2 separate regions of the Sorghum bicolor genome follow, and region 2 is linked to region 1. Evidence: chromatin contacts called from public HiCAR-type data. All regions are on one chromosome and are shown on one strand. Each heading gives the region's core, a stretch centred on a gene start, on an enhancer-like site or on the middle of the called end of the contact. The rest is flanking DNA. Distances are from core to core; before and after follow the strand shown. Region 1 holds the start of LOC8072680. Region 2 holds the start of LOC8072682 (arogenate dehydrogenase 2, chloroplastic).

Region 1 (5,015 bases), core at 1,181-3,680:
TTTAAAGTAATGCAGCACCAAGGCTCACCACATAAGGCAGCTGATTGCATATGTTTCATCTGAGCAACTATTGCATACACACATTAGAAGCTATACCTGTAATGCAAATTAGAAGATTATGTTTCTTTTGAACGGAGCAATGCAAAATACAAAAAAGACTCGCACCAAACCTGGGCATGCGCTAGCTAGCCCCGGTGCGTGTGCGCATAGCCCGACGCCGCAAGCATCCTTGCATCCGACCGGAAGCAAGCCAGCCATCCATTGACTCGTGAGAAACACCTCCTGTTCTTTAATTGTTTTTGCTCTTGCTTTCAGTATGAATAGTCAAATATAGTCAAACAATGACCTGTTCAGTAGTAATAAGGAATCAAGCTAATGTAGCACTTCTACTTGTCAAAAAATGCAGCACTTCTAGAGTTGCTACGGGTTTTAAAATTCTCACATGCTGCAGTAGGAGATGAAATTCTTAGTTTCAGTTAGCAGAGTGACACTTATCACTGTTACCTATCAGGCAAGTCTGACAACATAGCACAGTTTGTGGACATCAGGTACTTAGTGGATTTCTCATCTTACAATATATGTCTACATGAAATAGACCAAAAGCTACACATATTTATACAGTGAGTATAACACTTTGTCTAAGTTTTTGTAAAAGTTTTTTAACAAAATGTAGTGCTACCTGTGCGACACACACTAATATTTGCATATATATACTCGAATGTGTGATAGGATGGTACGGAGATGTGGCGAAATTTATTTGTGGATTTACTGGCGCACGAAAAAATAGATATCAGAGATATCTTCCTGTCGATATTAAACATATCTTAGCCGTATCACGGAAAGGTCTATAAACTAGAGTTTGTGAGTCTACAACGTCGTGCTCTTTGTGATTGTTATTGATTTCACAAAATTTGTTTTTTTAGATAAATGTCATTTTCAAGTTGGTAATTAAGTAGGAGATTATAATATTATTATCTTATTATGCGAACCATGTATTTTAAATAAAAATGTTAGCTATCCCGTAGCAACGCACGGACACACTATCTAGTGTTAATATAAATTATAAAAGGTGCTTTAATTTGTTTCGCCGCGGCTGCTGCACTGCACTGCATGGAGTAGACGCCACGAAACGACGATAAAATACAATCATCATTCGCCACTCGGGCGCTGCTAGACGGCGATCGTGCGTTCATGGGAACTCACCAAATCACCGCCCCCAAATCTCCCTAGATCATGCGACGCCCACATGCATCGATCTGCCACCCGATTTGGTTATAGTTATAGCTCCCACGCTCCTGCTCTTGATCCGCACGCCTCCAAGAACTCCAAGCCGTAATCCCCTGCTCCAAAAGCATCAACCTCTGCTCCTACCTCCAAGAAACTCCAAGGCGCCGTCCGAGCTTTACATGCACTCTAAGCCTAGTTTAATGGCGAGATCCAAAAAACAATTAAAAGCCCTTAAGCTACGTAAGTAGCTTGTATTTTTTTCTGTCAAAAAAGAGTTCTGAACAAAAGGTGAATGACACTCCGTGGATTATGTAACAGAAAAGGCAGAACTCAACTTCAACTCATGATAAGAACTGCGGCCAATGAAGAGAGCACATATATGTTGAGGAACTAAGAAGCATTTGAATAAAGGATTCTCCTTTACATGTCCAATAACAAGGATATACGCAATTACTCATCGTGAAGTCAACCTTCTTATAGGCTTCAGGGGTAAAAGTGTAGACAAGAACAGAGTAAGCCTCACCGCATTTACACTTGCAAGGAGCCCCTCAGGGCAGGGGGTAGCATTGGCAGAGAGATGCGAGCCAGCGCCACGGCGGCCTCTGTCGTCACGGCGTCCCAGCGCCGCTGCAGGCGAAGAACTGGGCGTCGGCGGCGGTGTCCGGCATGTCGTTGTGGCACGCGGACGAGCCCGACGGCGGCACGAACCCCCGGGGCAGCATCGCCGAGAACGTCCACGCGCCGGTGCCCCCGCCGCGCGCCCTGCTCCTCCGCTCCCTGACCGGTCCGCCGGTCGTTGGCACCACGTGGAACTCCTGCCGCGCGCGCTCTGGGACGACCACGGCGGGTGGCAACGCCGGCTTGTCCTCCACGCGGCGGCGCAGGCGCTCCGAGGAAGCGCGGGCGGACGGAGAGGAGAGCGTGGCGGGGAGCAGGAGGAGTACCAGCAGGAGAAGGTAATAGAGCCGCCGCGCTATTGGGGACGAAGCCATCGCTAGGGACGGCGGCGAGGAGATCGACGCAGGACTCGAGCGGCGTGTGCAGGCGCAGGTGCGCGCGCGCGCATGGAAAGGTTGTGGCGGTGGCGGCGGCCTGGCGGGAGAGCGTGCGCGCGCGCGGCGATTTCACAGGTTTGCTCTGGCGTCGTCGTAGCTAGTCTGGTGCCGCAACCTGTGGACTGTGGTGTGAGGAGGGAGACTTGCATTGCATTTGAAGGCGGGGCGGGGGATGTTGCCCGCGGCTCCGCTCTTTATAGCCTGCCTCGTTTTCGTTTCTGGTTGTTTTCTCTAGGGGACACAGGAGGGCTAAGATTCAGGCTCGATTGGATCGACACATGATAGCAGGAGAGTTGAACAACATGGGGAGAAGCTAGGGGAGACCAATTTGTGTTAAAAAGAATGGAGCGGAATGGATTCAGTCATTCCGATGCATGGGCTTGCAAGTGCGCATCATTAGGACATGTGGAACAACGAAGAAATGGGATACTCAATTACTCATCACTGTTTTGCATTGATAAGACTACTCACAGCTCATCTTAACCAAAAATACCATTGACAGTCAGAATTTTTTGAATAGTAAAAACAATGTTGGCTCAGACTTGAGAATGCACTGGCCATACACTTTTTCTTATTTTCACCATACAATGCAGACGCTCGCAACAAATGCAGACTTATCCTTATGAGCACCTCTAATGACCGAGTCGACAAATCCTTGAGATGAGATTGATAAAGTCACTACAAGCACCTCACTGTTGATGGAAACGTCATCTATCACTGACCATACACCACACTATCAATAGAAACGTCATCTATCACTGAAAGCACAAATACCCTTATATCTTGAAATTTTGCTCTTACAGGAAGTCGAATTCAGAACCTTAGGTGAGAGCATCTCCAATAGTTTGGTAAAACTCACTTGTCAAATCTTATGATTTGGCAAGTTACTAAAACATATGGTAAGTGAGATTTTCTTCTGTCTCCAACAATTTGCCAATTGAGCTTGATAAACTTAAAAAAAGACCCATAACTAACAACCAAATCAACTAATCTGTTGGATAGCAAGTTAACAAATATGGACACGCGGTGCTGCTGGATGGCAAGTTGCCAAAAGATGGCAACCCATTTACCAAATTGTTGGAGTAACTATTTTCTAGTTTTGCCAAATAAACAAGAAATAGCAAGTTCATTTAGTAGCTAATGTGGCTTTAGTAATCACCCCTTTTGCTCGTTGGCACCTTAGGTGCTAATGTGGCTTTTGTAATCACCCCTTTTGCTCGTTGGCCAAACACTTAACCTCAGTTACTCCGGTTTCATTTTCCTATGACCATACGTTGCTGTGCTATTAACCTAGATTTGATCTTTATTTACATTGTTGTTGTTAAGAAAAAAACTATAGCTTCTTGATAGACATCTTCAGGTCACAATCTGGTTTATGTGTGACGTACATAAAAACGAGCACATTTCAACCATTAGCTACGTTGAGAGGTTAGTACTACTGGCAGGCTTTATGGGTGTAGCGTACACCTGTGCACAGCCTTACAGCTCAACGAATAGAATAGCACGTCATTCATTCATAACCTCATACGTGGCCCTTAGGAACCAAATGTCATTGCCTTGCCTGCAGACTGCAGCATTACTTGACGTCTTGGACAACATCTTGAGGCGTAGATCGGTCTGGTGTATTTGTATTTCTAAGAGCAACTCCAAAACAGATATGCTATTCATGTTGTCTAGGCTATTTTTATATTTTTAAAGCAAAAGTTAAACTCCAACAGATGTGCTATCTGGTTTGCTAAAATAGCAAGTTTGCTATTCCTAAACTTTCGCTTGTCATATATAGCATGTCGTCCTCACTAGCTATCCTATACAAAGGCTGTTGTGGAACTCTATGCTTTGAGTGAGTTTTTTATTTTACACAATGGCTAAATCTTGTAATTTAGAATATAATTTTAGCTAGTCTCTTGGAGATGCTCTAAGGAACGCAATCATTTTTTTCTATGGGATCAGCAGGAGTTACCCCCTGTTGCTTATATATTATAAATAGATTTTTGAAAAAAGATAGTACAGAACAAATGCCGAGTTTAAGAAACACAATCATTTCGAAATAGCACCAAATATTTATCTTAAAACCACTAGCAGCTATACAGACCGTTAATCCAGCAGAACCTCTATTTAAGCTCTCATAGTTAAATATGAGTTTAGACAAAAGAAAAGAACATAAAATTTAGGTGGGCAATCCAATCCACCCTCCAGACTCTGGTCCATTGGGCTCACCACCCTGTCGTTGCTGCCGTTTCCTCCCTGCACCAAATCCGGAATCACGCGTGGATTGATCCTTCCTCATGGTTGGCGGCACAGGGCCTGCACAGACGCGGCGACCCCTCCCTCCCCTCCAGCCATCACAGCATCTGCTAAATTTTTTGTTCAGAGCTAAGTTGATGTAGAACTTTTGTTCAGCCCCTCCTAAATTTTTTTCTGCCTTTGTCCTTGGTCCTGTTTATCAGTTTCTATTAAAATTAATTTGGGGCTAAAATTTAGGTGCAACCGTTGAATTATAAGTGAAAAACTAAACCAATAAAATAGATAGAGCACTGAAATCCTATTTTTTGGACTCCTGCTGCTGGAGATGAGTAAGAGCCTGTTTGACAGGGCTCCTCTCCGACTCTAGCTCCTCCAGTGGAGACCTGCCAAACGTTTTTCTAGAGAAACCGTTTTTGAGAAAAAAAACAGAGAAGTCGAAACCGTTTTAACGAAACCATAATTTATGGCTTCATAAAAATAGTTCCAGCT
Region 2 (5,015 bases), core at 1,752-4,251, 160 kb before region 1:
ATGTATATAACAAAATTGTTTGAAACTAAATATTTTGATGATATGTCTTTATAGCCCAATGGCCTATTTGCTTTTTAACCAAGAGATCCCTGGCTCAAATATCCGCATCTATGTTTTTTTTTAATTTTCTATATTTTTATGTTCCTTTAAATTTTCTATATTTTTATGTTCCTTTTAAAAACTAACTTTTTATATGTTCGCTTCAAAAACTAACTGTAGATCATTTTTTTTCTTTAGTTTTTGTGTTCTGTTTTTATCTTTTTTTTCTTCCAATTTTTGTTTTATTTTTATATTTTATGTTCCCTTTAAAAGCTAACTTTTTATGTCCCTTTCAAAAACTAACCATAGATAATATATTTTTTTAGTTTTTGTGTTGTATTTTTATCCTTTATTTTCCAATTGTTTTCATCCCATTTCATTTTATTGTGTCCTGTGACATATTTGGAATGGAAATCTATAGCTATGTATAGCATGAAAATTTGTAGTTATGCATGGCATGAAAATTGATAGCTATATATATAGTGTCGTGTCAGCTTTACGAATTATGCACTCCAACATTAGTTATGCATCGGGAATATTAGCGAGATCGGTGGTTAGAGATTGGTTCATGGTTCGTCGAACATTAGTATTATCATGTCAGTTTTTTTAATAAAATTTAATGATAGAATTTTTACTGAATAAAATGGTTTTACCAAATTACATAAAAATTTTTTGTGTGCGACATACCCTGTATTAAAATTCTAGGTCTGCCACTGCGTTAGTCTCTACCTTTAAGCCTTAGAACAAGATCAACAATAGAGCCAATTTACTTGGCTATAAGACAAGTTATAAGAGCTAAGTTATACAATAAGTGTGAAAAAGTCTCTCTCTCCTATTCCTTCTCAAAACGCTTGTTACTTGGACCCACAAATACATATGCTTTGATAGCCTACTTGGGCCCATAAACATGTATGCTTCATGCCCTGTTGTGTTTGCATAGGAGCCAAGCTCTCATTTCTCTCATCTCTTTACTCATTCGCATCAGCATTATTTTGACTATAAACTATTGTACAATTAATCACGACTAATCGTCTTGGATAGTTGGAGCTACTCGACCAGGGTCTCTGACTCGGCCAGACCAACCAGGAAACTAGTCGTCTGATTAGTCGTCGTCCAATCGCGATTAATCGTCCGTCCAAGTTGTTTGGGCGTCCAGTCAATAGGTGGACTGCATCTCAGAGTTGAACCTAGCTAGTTGCCTTAAATTTTGGCCCAAGCCTATTAAAATTTATGTTGTTTCTTACCCCTCACTCACTCATTTCAGCGGAACATACTCCTCTCACCTCTCCTGTCCCGCAGCAGCCACCTCCATTGCTTCTCTCCTCTCCTCCCTTTCGGTTCCTAGCTGCTCCTCCCTCCCTTCCTCAGTTCCTCTCAGCTTTCTTCCCTCTCTTCCTTGCGGCTGCTGCTGCAAGTGTATAGACCTGCACATCCAGCAGGTGGCACAGGTCCAACTGTGCAAGGGAGGAGGACTACAAAGATGAGCTCATCCTCCTCAGGTCACTCATCACCTCCTCGTTCAAGCTTGATGTTCTACCTGTCCTGACCTATCTAGACTCTAGAATGTGATAACTACATAATACATATGGTATATATCGGTCTTCATACGTAGGAGATGACCAGGACAACCAGGAGACTCGTCCAGGGTCGATTAATCGTCCTGGACGACGACTAATTGTTCTGGACGATCCCCTAACATCAATCAAGACACCACCAGTCGTCTTAAAAATATTGACTCTTATATTCCAGGACGATGTCCTAGAAATGTTAAATATGGGCTAATAAAAGCTAATAGGTTTATTGGTGGATACATCTCATTAGCCATTATTCTTTAAAAAAAATACTATTCACAGGCTGCGATCCAAACGGCCGCATAGTATTCTCTGTCGTTCACCAACATCAGCTCAGCTGCCAACCGTCAGCAGGAGCAGGTGCATTATTGATTATTGATCGGGAACGGTAGGTGGGTGTTGAAAAATTGAAAAGCCTCGTTAATGCCGTACCGGTAATTAGAGTGTTTTGGGCCTTGTTTACTTCCGAAAAGTGAAAAGTTTTCGGTACTGTAGCACTTTCGTTTGTTTGTGACAAATATTATATAATCATGAACTAACTAGGATCAAAAGTTTCGTCTCGTGATTTACAGCTAAATTGTGTAATTAGTTTTTGTTTTTATCTATATTTAATGTTTCATATATGTGCCACAAAATTCGATGTGACCGAGAATCTTGAAAATTTTTTGGTTTTAAGTGTGAACTAAACAAGGCCTTGATTGGTTACCTCGAGGAGGAGGTTGCGAGGGAACTCCTTGACGGAGAGCACGTCGGCGACGATGGTGTCGTGGCGGAGCTTGCGGAAGGGGATGGCTCGGACGACGCCCTCCGTGGACAGGATGGAGCTGCAGATGAGCAGCACGTCCGGCTGCTCCTCGCACAGCGCGTCGACGCTCCTGAAGAAGCGAATGCCATGGCTGGCGCAGTAGACGGAGTAGTCGGATCTGGAAGCCGCCAGCACGACGTGGCCCTGCCGCTGCAGCCCGCCCGCGATGAACTGCCCGAAGTTGCCGAACCCGACGATCCCCACCCGCAGCGGCGCCGCCGGGACCGCTGCTGCCGATGACGCCGCCGGCGGGTCGCTGATGCCGTGGCACGGGACGACGGCCTGTAGGTGCTGCTCCACCGGAGACGGAGAGGTGAGGGCCTTGGCAGTCGCCGTGGCGGTGGCGGCGGGCGGGCTGATCGGACGGAGCGCCACGAAGGCGCAGAAGTTTGGGGTGTAGCGGCGCAGGCAGCAGGTGGAGCCAGAGGTAGAGGCCACGGCGGGGAAACAGCCGAGGCCGGCGAAATGGCGGAGCGAGGAGGCCATGGGTGATCGATGGATGTCGATGGGGTCGCTGTGGCCTGTGGCTGGTGCCGCGTGACGCAAGGTGACAGCGCCACGGTCCGCGTGCTTCTGTTCCTTTGCTTTCTGTATATAGGTAGGTACACTACGGATCGTCTAATCACGATTGTTGCTCAGAAAGCGGAGTAGGTGACGCTTCTCCGAGCTACCGAAGGTGCAGAGTTTTCTTTTTTCCGCTGCTAGAGTTTGCAACCGGCCTCAGCTCGTTCAAAAAGCATATTTAGGTCAAAAACCCAAAACTTTATAAGATTCACCGTCACATCGAATCTTACGTAACTAATTGCACAGTGTACGGGTAAATAATGATACGAATCTTTTAAGCCTAGTTACTCCATGATTGGATAATGTTTGTCAAATAAAAATGAAAATGCTACAGTGTTAAAATTTTTTTAAAAAATTATATCTAACTGATTTGTTACGATAGAAGAATAATGACTAGTACATTCGGTAATTTAAACGAACGGGCATTAAATGGTGCGGCAACCGGTCTCTCTATTTGATCCGTTCAAACGAAATATTATGGTCTGCAAAATTAATTAAAGAAAGGTTTTAATCACCGGTCAATATGATGAAAAAATTTAAGCGGGTACAAAAAATGAACATTAACTTCATAAGATCATACTTCATCTTACGTGGAGGCTCCATAAGATCATAGTTGTAAAATAGAGACGACCAACAACTATATTTAATTATGCTAGCTAAAATTCGAACTCAAAACATCTGTATCAAGTAGTATATCAAGTTACATGCACAGATTAGTTTAACCAAAAACAAAAATTTAAAATGAAATGAAAAGTGAGCAAACCATTTTATATTTCAACACAAACAAGGCATCCTACAAACAAAGCCTCATTGGAAAATAAAGCTTGGTTATTCCCATCTGATCGCAAATATCCAATTAGCCAATTACGATCTTAAGTGCAAAATTCGAGTATTGTTAAATTAATTATAGCTCAACGCGCAAGCTTGCTCAACGCGCTCAATTTTAACAGTACTTGTTAGTATCAAAGATGCGAACCACGAGATGGTAAAAGAGAAGTGGTCGTCCGTCTTCCAGATCTAACGAAACAAATAAGGAAAGCACCTCCCACTTCCACACGGAAATAACGTTTATATCTATAATAATTGCACCACTAATCATGGACTATATACACCGACTTCCCTCTAAATCAAAGATTATGCATATATTAGAAATGCTGTTACAGGGCGAGTGCCTCAGGCCTATCCTGACTCCTGAGACAGTTCCGCCTCGGAGCAGTAACAGCATTTGTGCACAACAGTCATTGGGAAAACATGCTTAAAGACGAAAGCGGATAAGAGAAGCCATAGACATTATTGTTCGAATGACTGTCAAGGCTGTCATAGAATCCAACCATGATAACAAAGACCAAAAAAAAAGGAGGTCAAAATAGATCTCCCATCAGCGACCATACAGATGGTGGGTCTCTGATCCGAGAAACATCAGCTGAGGGGCCTTCTACTAGACTAGATTTTAACCAACGAGAACTCTGCTCAACAACAATTACTGATCCGCGAAACGACAGTCTCTAAGGCCACACGACTAAGGCTTTGCTGCCCAGAAATTTGCTGCCCTGGACGACGGCTTCAGATGAGCCGAACTCAGTATGACGTCACACGGGGCGATCGAGGGCGGACTGGTGTCTTTGATGGGCTCACCCTGCAAAAATCAACGGTACAGAGTAGGGTAAGCAAAAAATGGGCAACAGACACCTTTACCATAGTCAGAACTTTCGAACACATGCAGAAAATATGTTCTTGCCTAACAGGAAGCGTTCCAAGAACAATGCCACTGCAGTTCAGAGCAAGAATAGCACTATCTGCCTGCATAAACAGAATTTTAAATGGTCAAGCTCTAAAAAGGAACAAATCGTCAGGCAACTAAACATTTCATCAATTCAAAGATATTGGTTTCATATCATTAAAAGGAAACAAAAATAGAAGTGGTGCTAGAAGCCGAGAGAAATGCAGATGCAGGTGTCAAAGAAAGAAACTCTTGTCAGAAAAAGTCATTGAGATAAATTGTGTTTATCTAATGAAACTATTACTTCAATAAGGAA

The links. HiCAR-type assays count read pairs that join an accessible place to other places.
Region 2: a contact with region 1 is called in a HiCAR-type map of leaf, with 6 times the contacts expected there. The contact joins the promoter of LOC8072682 here to the promoter of LOC8072680 in region 1. A contact is called at or near these places in 1 of 4 Hi-C or Micro-C datasets (leaf) and 1 of 1 datasets of contacts at active chromatin or transcription factors (leaf).

The regions. Positions count from the first base shown.
Region 1 is chr10:47,070,273-47,075,287 of Sorghum_bicolor_NCBIv3, reverse strand. LOC8072680 reads right to left here and starts at 2,430. Exons shown (of 1, transcript XM_002437070.2): 1 at 1,535-2,430. The coding sequence starts at 2,219. The coding sequence ends at 1,836.
Region 2 is chr10:47,227,332-47,232,346 of Sorghum_bicolor_NCBIv3, reverse strand. It overlaps LOC8072682 (arogenate dehydrogenase 2, chloroplastic), which reads right to left and starts at 3,001. Exons shown (of 6, transcript XM_002437072.2): 1 at 2,317-3,001. The coding sequence starts at 2,901. LOC8072681 (polyadenylate-binding protein-interacting protein 8) reads right to left here. Exons shown (of 10, transcript XM_002437071.2): 9 at 4,718-4,779; 10 at 4,235-4,615. The coding sequence ends at 4,558.